Regions from separate parts of the Zea mays genome. Here region 2 is linked to region 1. The links are chromatin contacts, called in public Hi-C maps. All regions are on one chromosome and are shown on one strand. Each heading gives the region's core, a stretch centred on a gene start, on an enhancer-like site or on the middle of the called end of the contact. The rest is flanking DNA. Distances are from core to core; before and after follow the strand shown.

The links. Hi-C and Micro-C count contacts between places; a contact is called where the count stands out from the background.
Region 2: a Hi-C map of ear shows a contact between it and region 1, with 4 times the contacts expected there. The contact joins the promoter of LOC100381661 here to the promoter of LOC100191854 in region 1. A contact is called at or near these places in 4 of 25 Hi-C or Micro-C datasets (ear, leaf and tassel).

Annotation. Positions count from the first base shown.
Region 1 is chr4:181,309,479-181,316,534 of Zm-B73-REFERENCE-NAM-5.0, reverse strand. LOC100191854 reads left to right here and starts at 5,759. Exons shown (of 2, transcript NM_001137278.2): 1 at 5,759-7,056. The coding sequence starts at 5,983.
Region 2 is chr4:181,517,185-181,523,242 of Zm-B73-REFERENCE-NAM-5.0, reverse strand. It overlaps LOC100381661, which reads right to left and starts at 1,522. Exons shown (of 15, transcript NM_001318231.1): 1 at 1,357-1,522; 2 at 367-468. The coding sequence starts at 384.

The DNA of each region.
Region 1 (7,056 bases), core at 4,510-7,009:
ATCTTGGCCAACAGATCTGAGATCAATGACTACGATTTTCAATCACGATGGGGTATTTGAGATTCAATCGTGAGCGCTGATAACCAGATCGACGGCCAGGGACGTTTCTCCCCCGCACGATCCTGTTCACGCCGGAACAGGGCTGCGGCATCCTGCCCGCGGTGGCAGGCCCACCGGTGACCGGTGGTTGCTCTGAGGCTATGGATGAGATGAGTCTTTGATTGATGGTTTGAAGTGTTATGGTGACATGTATTTATATATGCTGGGAGGTAGGTGGTTACATGATAGATCTAATCTGGTACTTATCTGTTACAACCATATCCTATATATTAGGAACTCTAACAAACTCGAAACTAAATCTGTTACATGATATATCTAATTTGGTACTTATCTGTTACAATCCTATCCTATCTATTAGGAACTCTAGCAAACTCAAAACCAAATCTGTTACATGATAGATCTAATCTGATACTTATCTGTTACAATCATATCCTATATGTTAGGAACTCTAACAAACTCGAAACCAAATCCGTTGCGCAAGTGAGAAATTTGGCCGGGCGGTTACAATAACTATGGTGGTTAGTTTGTTACGAACAACAAGGGATGACTGATGTCATGGATGATGTAATAGTGGTGCAAGATCTGGCAAGTGGACTAACAAAAATAGGAGGAAAAACTCATGTGGGTTGTGTTCCTTAAGTGGCCGATTAGGTAAGCTTTTTATTTGCTATTCTTTTTTCTGTTTATTATTTCCAGATTTAATTATCCCAATTCAAATCTGATTTTAATTTTTGAAACCATATTTATATGGCCAACCAAAACTCCAACATGAATGCAAATATTTTACACTTATTTACTCCTTATTTACTTTGCTCAAATAAGAATTCGTATGCATGAAATTTAATAAGCATGGAATTCACATAGTTATATAACCAAATAAGAGTAATTTATATATAAATAACTCACTATCCTATTTATTATAGTTTAAGTATATAGCCAACATTTTATATTTACTATTTATTAAATTGTAGGGAAGATAGTCTCAATTCATAACTTTGTTATAATATGCTTGAAATTTTAAATCTTTAGGAAATTTTCTTAATTCACCAAGATACGATTTTGGAGTGTTACAAATTCTACCCCTTAAAAGTAATCTCGTCATCGATATTAGTAAGAAAGGGAATATAGAAAGAATGGTTTGTAATTTAGCTTTTAGTTTCTAATTAGTTCAAAAATCAAGAGTCCCCTTTTTCTATAATAATCATTAATGGGTGATTAGGAGAGTATAGGTATCTAGCCACTTATTATGTGGGATAAGAGATGGGTAGGTTGGGGTAACAAGGATTATGGCAAGGAAAGATTCCATCTTGGGTGGTGACGTATCTGAAGATATGGTTTGACTTTTATCCTTCTTTGATGAGGTTGATCTTCTCTTCTCGGGTCTTGGTGTTATCATCCAAGTTAAGGACATTCGGTTTTGGTGTTTCCTTCTGGGGTTTAGGTATGTAGATGGTTGTGAAATGTGATATAGATCAAACATGGTTTATTTTTATTTTTAGGTTGGACTAGATAGGTTAGAATTTTGTTTTGAAATAGATTGGGGGCGAGAAAGGTTATGGTAAGGAGAGATTCCATCCCAGATGGTGGATCCTGACTTTTGAAAATCTTTTCTGCCTTATGTTCTTCCTTGTCTTGATGAGGTCGATCACCTTCGATCTCTGGTCTTGACATCATCATTCGAGCTAGGGACATATAGTTAAGATAGCTTGTAGATAAGAACATATAGCTAATAGGTAGATGGCATAGGACGAGTGTGCTATGGCCAAACCTGGTCTAGTTGCTTTGTTAAGTCGTCTAGGTACATATCTTTAGGAACATGTAGATTAGGTGGGTAGGTTAGAATATTTTGTTGTGAAATAGATAATTTACGCAACCTAACAAGAATATATAGGTTAGGTTGTTTGTGTATTGGTCGAGTTGGCCTAAGTCACCAATTTAGGTTAAGACATGTTTATAGGAGTATGGTCTAGTCTACTTTACCAGTATCAACTAACATGTTTAAGTAACTCACCTTATATTAAATATGATCAGATTAGATGGGTTCTAGATTAACTTGGTATGACTAGATTAGACTTATATAAGATCTAATTAATTTATTTTGGACTAAATCATGGTTGTTACTCTAGAGTGGGATAAATATGCTTATTAGGACAAGATGAATCTATAAGGATAAGATAGAATCTTTTAATATGAGATGGATCTATTAGGCTAAATATATTTTAATGGATAATCTAAGTTGAATAGATGCCTTGCTAGAATTTTTATGTCTAATTGTCTATGCAGATGCAATTGTGGATATTACTCCACCACTCATCACACTCAATCAAAGAACCAAATCAAACAGGTATCATAAGAACAAGCATTCAAGCATATAGGTACCTACAAAAACAGTTTTGTTTTTGTTCATAAGATTAGGTCTCCTATTCCTAAGGGTCACTTTAGGTACAAGATATCGAAGTGTGAAATCCACTTTGGTTTTTAGAAGAGAAAAGGTAAGAGTAATCAGAGTAAAGCAACAATAGATGAGAAAAGATTAAGGGAAGTTTAGAAAGAATCAGAGTAGCAAAGGTAAGTAGGTAAGTGTTGTCCAGTTCTATCTAGGTTCGTCCTATAGTCAACATTCCCCTCATACCACTTCTGTCACACCCGGATTTAAGGGCCAAACCCGGGCGCATGTTAAATGTGTGCTAGGATCAAGTCTCACACATATGATGACTCATGGTACAGAAACTAATGTCACATCTTTACTATAATAGAGGTTCTATACAAAATAACTAAATAAAATATCATATGACGACAACGATCCAGCAACCATAGTTGACTGGGAGATGACGACCTAGACCTCTCACGAACATCATCGCGACATCCTTTATGCTTCTCATCTTGTAGTACATATCCTTGACCTGGGTCGTTGCTGAATCGTTGATTTCGTTCTATGCACTTATGACATCCTTCATGCTCATCATCACGACACCCGTCATACTAACCAGACATGTTCGATGCACTTATAACATCTAGTCGATGCTGATCGTTTAAAGCTTGAACATCCGATGCTTTGACCGGTGCTACACTGAACATGTCTTGTGCATTATACCCCTTCACGGGATTTTGTGCTTTTTACTTAGTTGAGTTTAAAATAGGATATGAAAATAAGTAGGTTGCTGGAGATAGCCTTATTTTAATCGGATTATAATAATAGATATGTTATATTTAATTAGCAAGCTTAATCCACTAAACATAGAGATTTAATCAATATCCATTTATAATAATATGTGTTATGATAAGACTAATGTTGTTATTGCATAGACAATGTTATTACGAAGCTAACGAAACTTGAACGGATCTAATCGGAGTTAAAATGAACAACATATGAATTTTCTAAGATTTGGGAATTACTTTATACTTGAAACTCGATTTCCATATTTTCTTTTATTAGTTTCTGAACCGTATGTACTACAAATATTATTTCTTAAGTCTTCGGGTTTTATTCCGTAAAAATATGGACCTAACCGTAATAGTCTTATGCCTTCGGTGGATGGCAGGTTAGTTATGAGATTCCGCGGGGGTCTTTTACAAACACGCCTCGGCGAAAGGGTACAGGCCGATTCTAGCCACCCGATCAGATTCGAGGGACAGGATTAGATCGCGCCTATACTGAATCGGTATGCAACCCTGACCCTCGGATCAGAGATCGACGGCCGAAATCCGACCATGCCAGTGCCATCCCCAAGCCCTCGGATCACTGATCACCGACCAAGATTTAATTCCCCAAGCGTTATCCCGCGAACAAATCCCCACCACATGATCTCGATCCTACGTCTGGGGTGTCATCTCCTTCCTCCCGACTAGAATCAGGCGCAACTCCCCCCCTCGCGACAGAGAACGCCGGTGAGCCGAGCCCCGGTGTTCTGGAGCGTGAATCACAAATCGTCTCGACTCTACACGATGCGGAGGTAAACATGGATTGGGAGGGCAAGTCATTACCAGGAGTCGGACGCTAGCGTGTGCTGCACACAGCGAATGGTTGTTCGGCGACGGAGAGCTTGCTCCGGTGAGCAATTCCACACACCCCCATCGATAACTCGTTGAATTAGTGGCGTCCAAGGTTTGCCCGCGTCCTGGCGACTCCCCTGGGCACCCAGCTGAGGACGGGGAAGCGTCGATTCAAGCGGTCCCCCACGACTGCACTTCCCCATTGTATGGCGGCTCGAGTTCTCCTCCCTCGTCAGTGGCAGATAAAGGTCTGGAGAGATGAACCAACGGGAAAGGAAAGGTGCACTGCGCTTGGCTTATAGCCCCAACCATGCGAGTCCGATTAGCAACGGCGCCGACGAAAAAGGAGGGGGGTGTCGCCGTGGTCCACACGTGGTTTGTTGCCGCGATGACGCAAGGGATGATAGGTGGGCCCCAGTGCCAGCTGCACGGGACGCACGAGGATTGTAGCACGGGGCTGGGCCAGCTGATGAGATGGCCCCACCTGGCAGCCCCCCAGCATCGGGTGACTGGGCCACGCGACAGTGAAGTCCAGATGGTCCAAAAACGGGAAACCCGATATGACTCTTTTTATTTTCTGTGTTTCCTTTATGATTTCTATGTCATGTTTCCATTTTCAAATTAAGTTTCAAATGAATTTTTGGATTTCAAACTCATTTGAAATGTATAGTTTAAACTCCCTAGCATGAATGCAAAAATATACTTTATATATTTGTGTTTATTTTAGTTCCTTTATACATGCTTCAATTCATGTAGTAGTGAATAGTTCACACCCTATTAATTTTAGGGAGATATAATTTCTATTGTAGATTATATCTTAAGAATTATTATAATTCTTCTATATAATCTACCCAAGGGTAATTTATTTCATCTAGGTATCTTTTATTTTAGTCCTTTATTTAGAAAATACATACATTTTGGGAGCAGTGGGTGACTTCGAAGTACGAATATTCTCCCGGTAGAGTGTTTTGTTTTAAAATCTTTGTGGATTTTTTCTTATTTTCACAAGATTGTACTCTAGGGTGTTAAAAAAGGTAAGATAAGTCTTTAAGACTAATTAGTCTATAATTCAATCACGTGATGTTGTAATATACATTTGTTAATTATAAATTAATTAGTTTAATAAAGTTAGCCTGTCATTTAGTCTTTACCTATATAATTATATTATATTTAATACTCAAACATTTAATACGACACATATTAAGCTTTAGTCAGAAAAATCAATGGGATGCCCTCTAAAGCAAACACACCAGAAAGATGTGACGAGTCAATGGGTTTTTAGATGAAACGGCCAAGAGTTTAAGGAGACGTTTGGTTACCTGCATATATCGGCATCATGCTCCACAGATACAACTACTAAGCGTTTGGTTGCTTGGATGGAGGTTAGGGCCTATCCCACGCGGTGCAGGATTTCCTTATAAGCCAGGCTCTACTCATGCGGCAAAATTCTTCGTTTCTACGTGGCAAGGCTCACGCGAGCGCAACAAACGCGTAGATCGGACATGTCAGTGACTCTGTGAGTGTAAGAAGATGCCTGCATGAAGCTAACCAAACAAAATCTTCGAGCAACCAGGTTTCGTGCATACGTTAACCAAACATCGCCCGTATGCATGCACTTAAGTACTTAACCTGGCTACTTGGAGCTTGGCTGCCCAAGTATAACTTAGCTCATATAAGAAGGGAACCAAACAGGGCATAAGAGTTTAGAAACACTTTACATTAGATTTTTTGTATGAAACGCCCGCAACCGACTTGCTCCTCAAGCCTCCCTGCCTGCCAGCTCACTCGCCTTCTTCCTCCCATTCCCCTCGAACCAACCAGCAGCGATTCGGATCGAAACGAAACGAACCAAACCAACCAACTCGCCACCCTCCAAAGCCGCAGCCCCAATCCCACCGCCGGCCAGGCAGGCAGAGCGCACCCCGCGCCATGTCAGCCACGTCGTCGTTCACAGCGGGGGAGTCGTCTCGAGCTGGCGAGCAACCGGAGCGCGACGAGGTGGTCGAGTTCCTGGACTGCCCTTGGGTAGCACTCTCCTCCGCCATCGTCGTCATCGGCGCCAACGACGAGCGGGCACGGATGCTCGCGCCCGGTGCCTCCGACATCTTTCTCGACCTCCAGCCCCCGCTGGTCGGCGCCTCCTATCTGGTCCTGCCCGAGCGCATCGTCGCGCACTACAGGTATTCAGGCTACCAACCCTGCGTCTTGTCCGCCTGCTCCAACTGCCTCCTCTTCCTGGCTATCCAAGCCGAGGGCGTCTCGAACCCGGCCTTCTTCCTCGGCAACGCCCGCGCCCGCACCGTCGTCCGCCTCCCCGACGTCCCCGCCCACCTCGGCGTCAACATCATCCGGCGACAGAGCATTGGTCTCATCGCCGATCAGCGACACGATGGACATTACATGGTGGCCCAGCTCCACCCCACCTGGACGACCCTCCACAAGACCCTGCTATGCTACTCCACCGTCACCGACCAGTGGACTGCCAGGCCGCTGGCCTCCGCCGAGGAGCACCCTCGCTGGGGCGCCCACGGCGTTCTCGCCCACGGCGGCCTCCTCTGGTGGATCGACGTCTCCTACGGCATGCTCGTCTGCGACCCTTTCGCCGCAGACGACAACCTGCACCTCCGCTTTATCCCGCTCCCGGTCGGCTCCATGCTCATGGCCCAGCCAGAGCTCATGGCCCATGGCCTCCGCTTTATCTCCCGCTCAGGGCTCATGGCCCATCAACGCTTCATCAGGCCCAGCCAGGGCAAGCTGCGATACGTGGAGATCCAAGGAGCCCCCAGCGGTATGCTTACTACCAACTACCAGCCCCCGTCGAACCCCCAGGTCCGCATGTTCACGCTCGTCAGCCAAGAGGGCCAGCATCACTGGGTACACGAGTACACGGCGACCTTCCTCGACATTTGGAGCTACCGCAGCTACGCCGACGCCGGTCTGCCCCGGGGCGTGGTGCCTTCGCTCGCCCTCATCGACCCCAACAACGCCAACATCATCTACTTC
Region 2 (6,058 bases), core at 273-2,772, 210 kb before region 1:
GATGATTCCATTCATATAACTCTTGCATGAAATCTCTAAAAAGATTTGTCTGCTGACGACTAAAGTTGTAGAAATTTATCTTTCACCAAAGAAAAACATCCATTCTAGACCCAATGTGGTAAACAAATGGAAAGAATATAAATACATAATGGGCAGACCAAGTGCTGGAGGGTCCCGCATGAGTGGGGTCTGAAAAAGGGGTAAATCGAAGCAATCCTTCCCCCACAAATGCGGAGGCTGCTTCAAACACATGACCTAGTGACTCAGTGATACAGCTCTCACCACTACACCAGGCCTGCCTTTCAACATGAATACATAATGGTGGCAAGAAAACCCAATGGCAAGTATACTTGTGCAAGTACATACGTTCAGCAAGCCCGACATTTTGAAGACAACAAAAGAATCGGTGACTCAAGAGAAAATGAAGATTATCCACAAAAAATGCATGATACAGCAAACCCTTCCAACCTGAAACAGAAAAAAAGGATACATTTATAAGTAGTCGGTACAGTAAGGGAATCCTTTGAAAAAGAAAAGTACCTTTTATTAAAACGATTTGAACAACATATAACAAGTGCAGCAATGAAAATGAAAGGCAGACATTATATTCAAGTTAATCCATAGATCAGTTGGTTGTTACATATCTGTCATTCAGTTCAAATGACATGACAACAACAAATCTGTTTAGTCTCAAGCAAGTTGGGGAGAGCTAGAGATGAGAACCATCAAGCCACATCAGCAAAAAGAAAATTCATAAAAATATATAAAAGGGTCACTTAAAAACGACAGGAAATATTAAGCTAGAAGGCAACCGTTCGAAAATTAAGTAGCTACAATTCTCACAATTACTGCAGAAATTTTAAATACTAAGAGATTAGTCAGGCCAACCTTACAATAGGAAACAGACCATGTGCCAGCACAATATGGAAACATGCCTATTCTTCTAAACACCGCTAAACATGTAGAAGGGTTATCTGTGTGATAAACCACTGGGTTATTTGGTTAGACTAGTGCATTCCAGAATAACCTGATCAGCGCAAAGCACGACAGCAGCAACATTTCATATGAGAGCTGACGCTGAAACTACCGAACCGTAGAATATAATCCCACACGATCAATTCTTCGCAGGTACGAGCACACAAATCTCCGCGACCTAACACAGGAAAACAAAGAAAAATTCCAGCGAACATATAACACGATCCCACTCCACATCGGCAATCGCTGGATGAACGAAAAGAAACACACGTAGAAAAGGATCGAAGGACGCAAAAAGGCGGCAGGGAAGTCGTATGGGAGCGGGATCGCGGGGTACGTGTCGGGAAATTAGGGCAAACCATGGGCACGGGGCATCCTTACCGAGGGGAGGCCGTGCCTGTCACGCGGGAGGGGGGGAGATCGGGTTCGGCGGCGGCGGCGGCCGCCGCGCTCGGCGGATCAAGGGGGAGGCGGGGAGCGTCGGGAGAGGGCGAGACGTTCGGCGTCTGGCCGTCGGCGAGGGCGAGGGGAATCGAAAGTCGAAACTGACGCGGATAGACGACGGGGAAGGGAAGCTGAGGCCGGAGGGGAGAAGGGACAAGGACAAGTGGGCTTTGATCCGTTACAGATGAATGGAACAGGTTGGAGGATGGGCTGCGCGGGCTGAGTGGGCCGGTATGGATTTCTTTCGAGGCGGGGTCGAGGGATAAAATGGGTCTGATCTGGACGGCTGTCAGTGTGTGTCAGATCAAGAGCATCTCTGAAAGTCACATTATTATATTTCAACTTTCAGGCCACTTTTAAATGTATTATTCTCACAACACAAAAATAAAAAATGCATGATTAGATTTGTATATAACTTAAAATCCTATATAATTTCAAAATGCAGAAAATTTCTATTTCGACCTTTGGATGCAAAAAATCGCAATAATTGCATGAGAGATATACATCTCTACTACTTATTAAGGCGGTAAGGGTAGCCTGTCGTTCTGCCATTTTGCGATCTCAACCATCCAGTCTACCATTCTATAATCTCAGTCGTACGATCCTACATTTCAGTCTCGTTCCCTGATCCCACACAACGGTGCCGCTCCTAGATCGCGCCCCGAAACCGTCGCCCCCGGCCTCCCCTCCCCCGGTTCTGGCTGGCCACGAACTCCGCCCCCCTGCCCCTACCCCGATTATGCCGCCGTCGTCCGATCCCACCCGCATACGCTGCTCCCCGCCTCGAGGCTCGTCGGAACGGACGCCTGGATGTCGCGGCTGCAACCCACCGTCGCGCAGGGAGGCTCCGCAACCCGCAACCCAGAGGATGCACGGAGGCCGGAGGGCATGGGGGAATTCTTGTTGAGGTCTATGCATCAACATCTTCTTCAAGGTACACCGCCGCCATCCCAATCCCTACCCCCAGATTGAGCCAGTACCCCTTTTTCCTTCTCTGAATCTCACCCTCTGCTTCCTTCGTTCGATGTCACGCCATCAGTGCACAAGCACCAGCACAATGGCGGTGACCTTGCCCTTGCCACTGTCCGTGGTTGGTTGAGTGAGTGAGTAGCTTTGGTGTTGGATTAATGTGGGCTTGGCCCAAATTAATATTCAATAATAGTCAATGCTAATGGCCCACTTTAATGCTATGGTGTACTAATTATTTAGTACCATATTGGAAGTTCAAAGGACAAATCAATCAACTTAAATAGGTGGACCATTGGTGCATCTATTGAGAAGTTGAGAAAAGGATGAAGGACTGCCACACGCGCGTGCGCGCGCCGCCGCCGCCGGCCGGGCCGTGGCCCCGTGGCCGTGGCCGTGGCCGTGGCTGTGGCCGTGGTAGATCGGACCTTGGTCCGAATATTCCTTTCAAACGGTTTCGCATTTTGCCTGGAGCGATGACCGTCATGATAACCGACGTCAGTTACTGTCGTCAGTTTCCAGTTCTAATGCGCGACCGTTTCTGTCCGTTGTTCTTCTCCCTCCTTCTGACCGCCTATAAGAATAGAGAGGGAGGGCTCTTCCAGTCATGCGAATTATCTCACGCGAATTGCAAACAATACATTCCCGTCCCATCTTCTGCGAGCACAGAGAGAGTGGGAGAGCAGGCCTCCGAAATCACCGACCGCAGAGAGATACACTTGCACGGGTGTGCGGGCGATCAGATTTTTGGGGAGCGTCTTCGCGACTGCTCGCGTGACCTGTTTGTCCAGCTGCTTCGTTCACAGCTTGCTGTTCGTCGCCTTCCCGAGTTGACGCGTGCTGCTGTTCTTCTTCCCGGCGACCGTTCGAGAGACTGCACAGCGTACATCTTCCTGCACCGACTTCGTATGGTTACATCGAACAAACACACGAGATGTCTCGTGTGAATGGAGCCACTGATGCCTTGAGCATCAGTCCCTCCGCTGGGTACACTCTGTTCTTCGTATTTGTGCATGTTTCATTGCTGTTTACTGCTTATGCGAGTAGTTATACACACATGCACATACATGTCATCACATATATCACACTGTTTTTCTGGATTAAATTATAACTAAAAATGCCTAACTTTCTAACAATCCAAAAATCTGATATTAGGCATTTTTCCGCTGGTGGTTTTGCTGCTGCGTTAAAACCAAGTGAACCTTTTGATGGGACGTTTTACAAGAGATGGCGTAGTAAGATGATACTGTGGTTGACCGCAATGAACTGCTATCACGCCGCACAGGGGAAACCCGAACAGTTCACTCCTGAAGAGGAGAGAATGTTCGACGTTGTCGATAACCTGTTTCGAGGCGCCGTGATTGGCGCTCTTGCCAACAAGTATGTTGATTCTTATCTAACGTGCACATCTGCAAAAGAGTTATGGGATGCATTAGATGAGAAGTTTGGTGTTTCTGATGCTGGTAGCGAGCTGTACATCATGGAGCAGCTATTTGACTATAAGATGGTGGAAAACCGTCCTGTAGTTGAACAGGCTCATGAAATACAGGCACTGGCTAAAGAACTCGAACAATTCCCATGTGTCTTGCCTGACAAGTTCGTGGCCGGCGGTATTATCGCTAAACTGCCACCTTCTTGGACGGACTTTGCTACCACTCTAAAACATAAGAGACAAGAGTTTAGCGTGGCTGAGCTTATTGGTTCTCTTGATGTTGAGGAGAGGGCGAGAGCAAAAGACACTCGTGGAAAAGGAGTTGAGACTTCTAGTGCCAATATGGTACAAAAGAAGAACTCCAATGCATCACATAATAATAAAAAAAGAACAAGCAACAGAATGCCACGAAGCCCAAGCAGGCAGCCTCGTTCAAAAAGAAGAACAAAGGAGCTGGTTGCTTTGTTTGCGGGAGTACTGATCATTGGGCAAGCGCTTGTCCAGACCGCAAATTTAAGCAAGAGAAAAAACCAGCTCAAGAGAAGAAAACAGTAAACATGGTTGTTAGCGAGACTGCAGAAGGAACATCGGGGTATGGTAATCTTTTACCTACTGTTCTTTCAGTGTGTCAATCCCCTGAGTGGTGGGCTGATATCGGTGCTAATATTCATGTGTGTGCTGATATTTCTTTATTTTCTTCTTATCAGTGCAAAGGGACTGGAGCCTTGCTGATGGGGAACGGATCACATGCGCGTGTTCTTGGTGTTGGTACAGTCATTCTGAAGTTTACTTCGGGAAAGACGGTGCTATTGAAGAACGTGCAGCATGTCCCCTCCATCAAAAAGAATCTAGTTAGTGGCTCTCAATTGTGTCGAGATGGCTACAAAATTGTCTTTGAGTCTAATAAATGTATACTGTCTAAGTATGGAACGTTTGTTGGAAAAGGCTATGACAGCGGAGGCTTGTTCCGCTTATCTTTGCATGATGCGTGTAATGAGTCTGTGAACAATGTTGTTTCGAATGAGTCGTATATTTGGCATTCACGACTTTGTCATATCAATTTTGGTTGTGTCTCGCGGTTAGCAGATTTAAATTTAATCCCGAAATTTGATTTAGTCAAAGGTTCTAAGTGCCAGGTGTGCGTGCAATCTAAGCAACCTCGCAAGCCTCACAAGGCTGCGGAGGCGAGGAATTTGGCACCACTAGACTTAATACATTCCGATTTATGTGAGATGAACGGAATATTGACTAAAGGAGGCAAGCGATATTTTATTACTTTTATCGATGACTCTACTAGATTTTGTTATGTGTATCTCTTAAAATCAAAAGATGAAGCTTTGCATTATTTTAAGACCTACAAAGCTGAAGTTGAAAATCAACTCGAGAGGAAAATTAAACGGTTAAGGTCTGATCGTGGTGGAGAATATTTTTCGGGTGATTTTTCTGATTTTTGTGTGGAACATGGTATTATTCATGAGAGGACACCGCCATACTCACCACAATCCAATGGGGTTGCTGAAAGAAAGAACCGTACTCTAACTGATTTGGTTAACGCCATGTTAGAGACTTCAGGGCTATCTAAGGAATGGTGGGGTGAGGCGATCTTGACGGCGTGTCATGTCCTGAATAAAGTTCCCACAAATAACAAAGAAATCACACCATTCGAGGAATGGGAAAAGAAGAAATTAAATATCTCCTATTTGCGCACCTGGGGTTGTTTGGCTAAAGTGAATGTGCCAATTAACAAGAAGCGCAAATTAGGACCGAAAACTGTTGATTGTGTTTTCCTTGGGTATGCTTTCCACAGCATTGGATATAGGTTTTTAATTATAAACTCTGGAGTACCGGACATGTTGGTTGGTACAATTATGGAGTCCAGAGATGCTACGTTTTTTGAGGACGAATTTCCCATGAAAGCTACACATGATACGTCTAATGATGAACCAACGATACCCCATGAGCATTTTATTCCGGTAGAACACACTGAGGAATCCCATATACATAATCATGTGGAAAATGACAATGTATCAACTCGAAAGAGTAAGAGACCAAGGATTGCAAAGTCCTTTGGTGATGATTACATTGTATATCTTGTGGATGACACACCAAGTACCATTGAAGAGGCATATTCCTCTCCTGATGCTGACTTTTGGAAGGAAGCAATAAGGAGTGAGATGGATTCTATTATGTCTAATGCAACTTGGGAGGTAGTTGAGCGTCCTTATGGGTGTAAGCCCATTG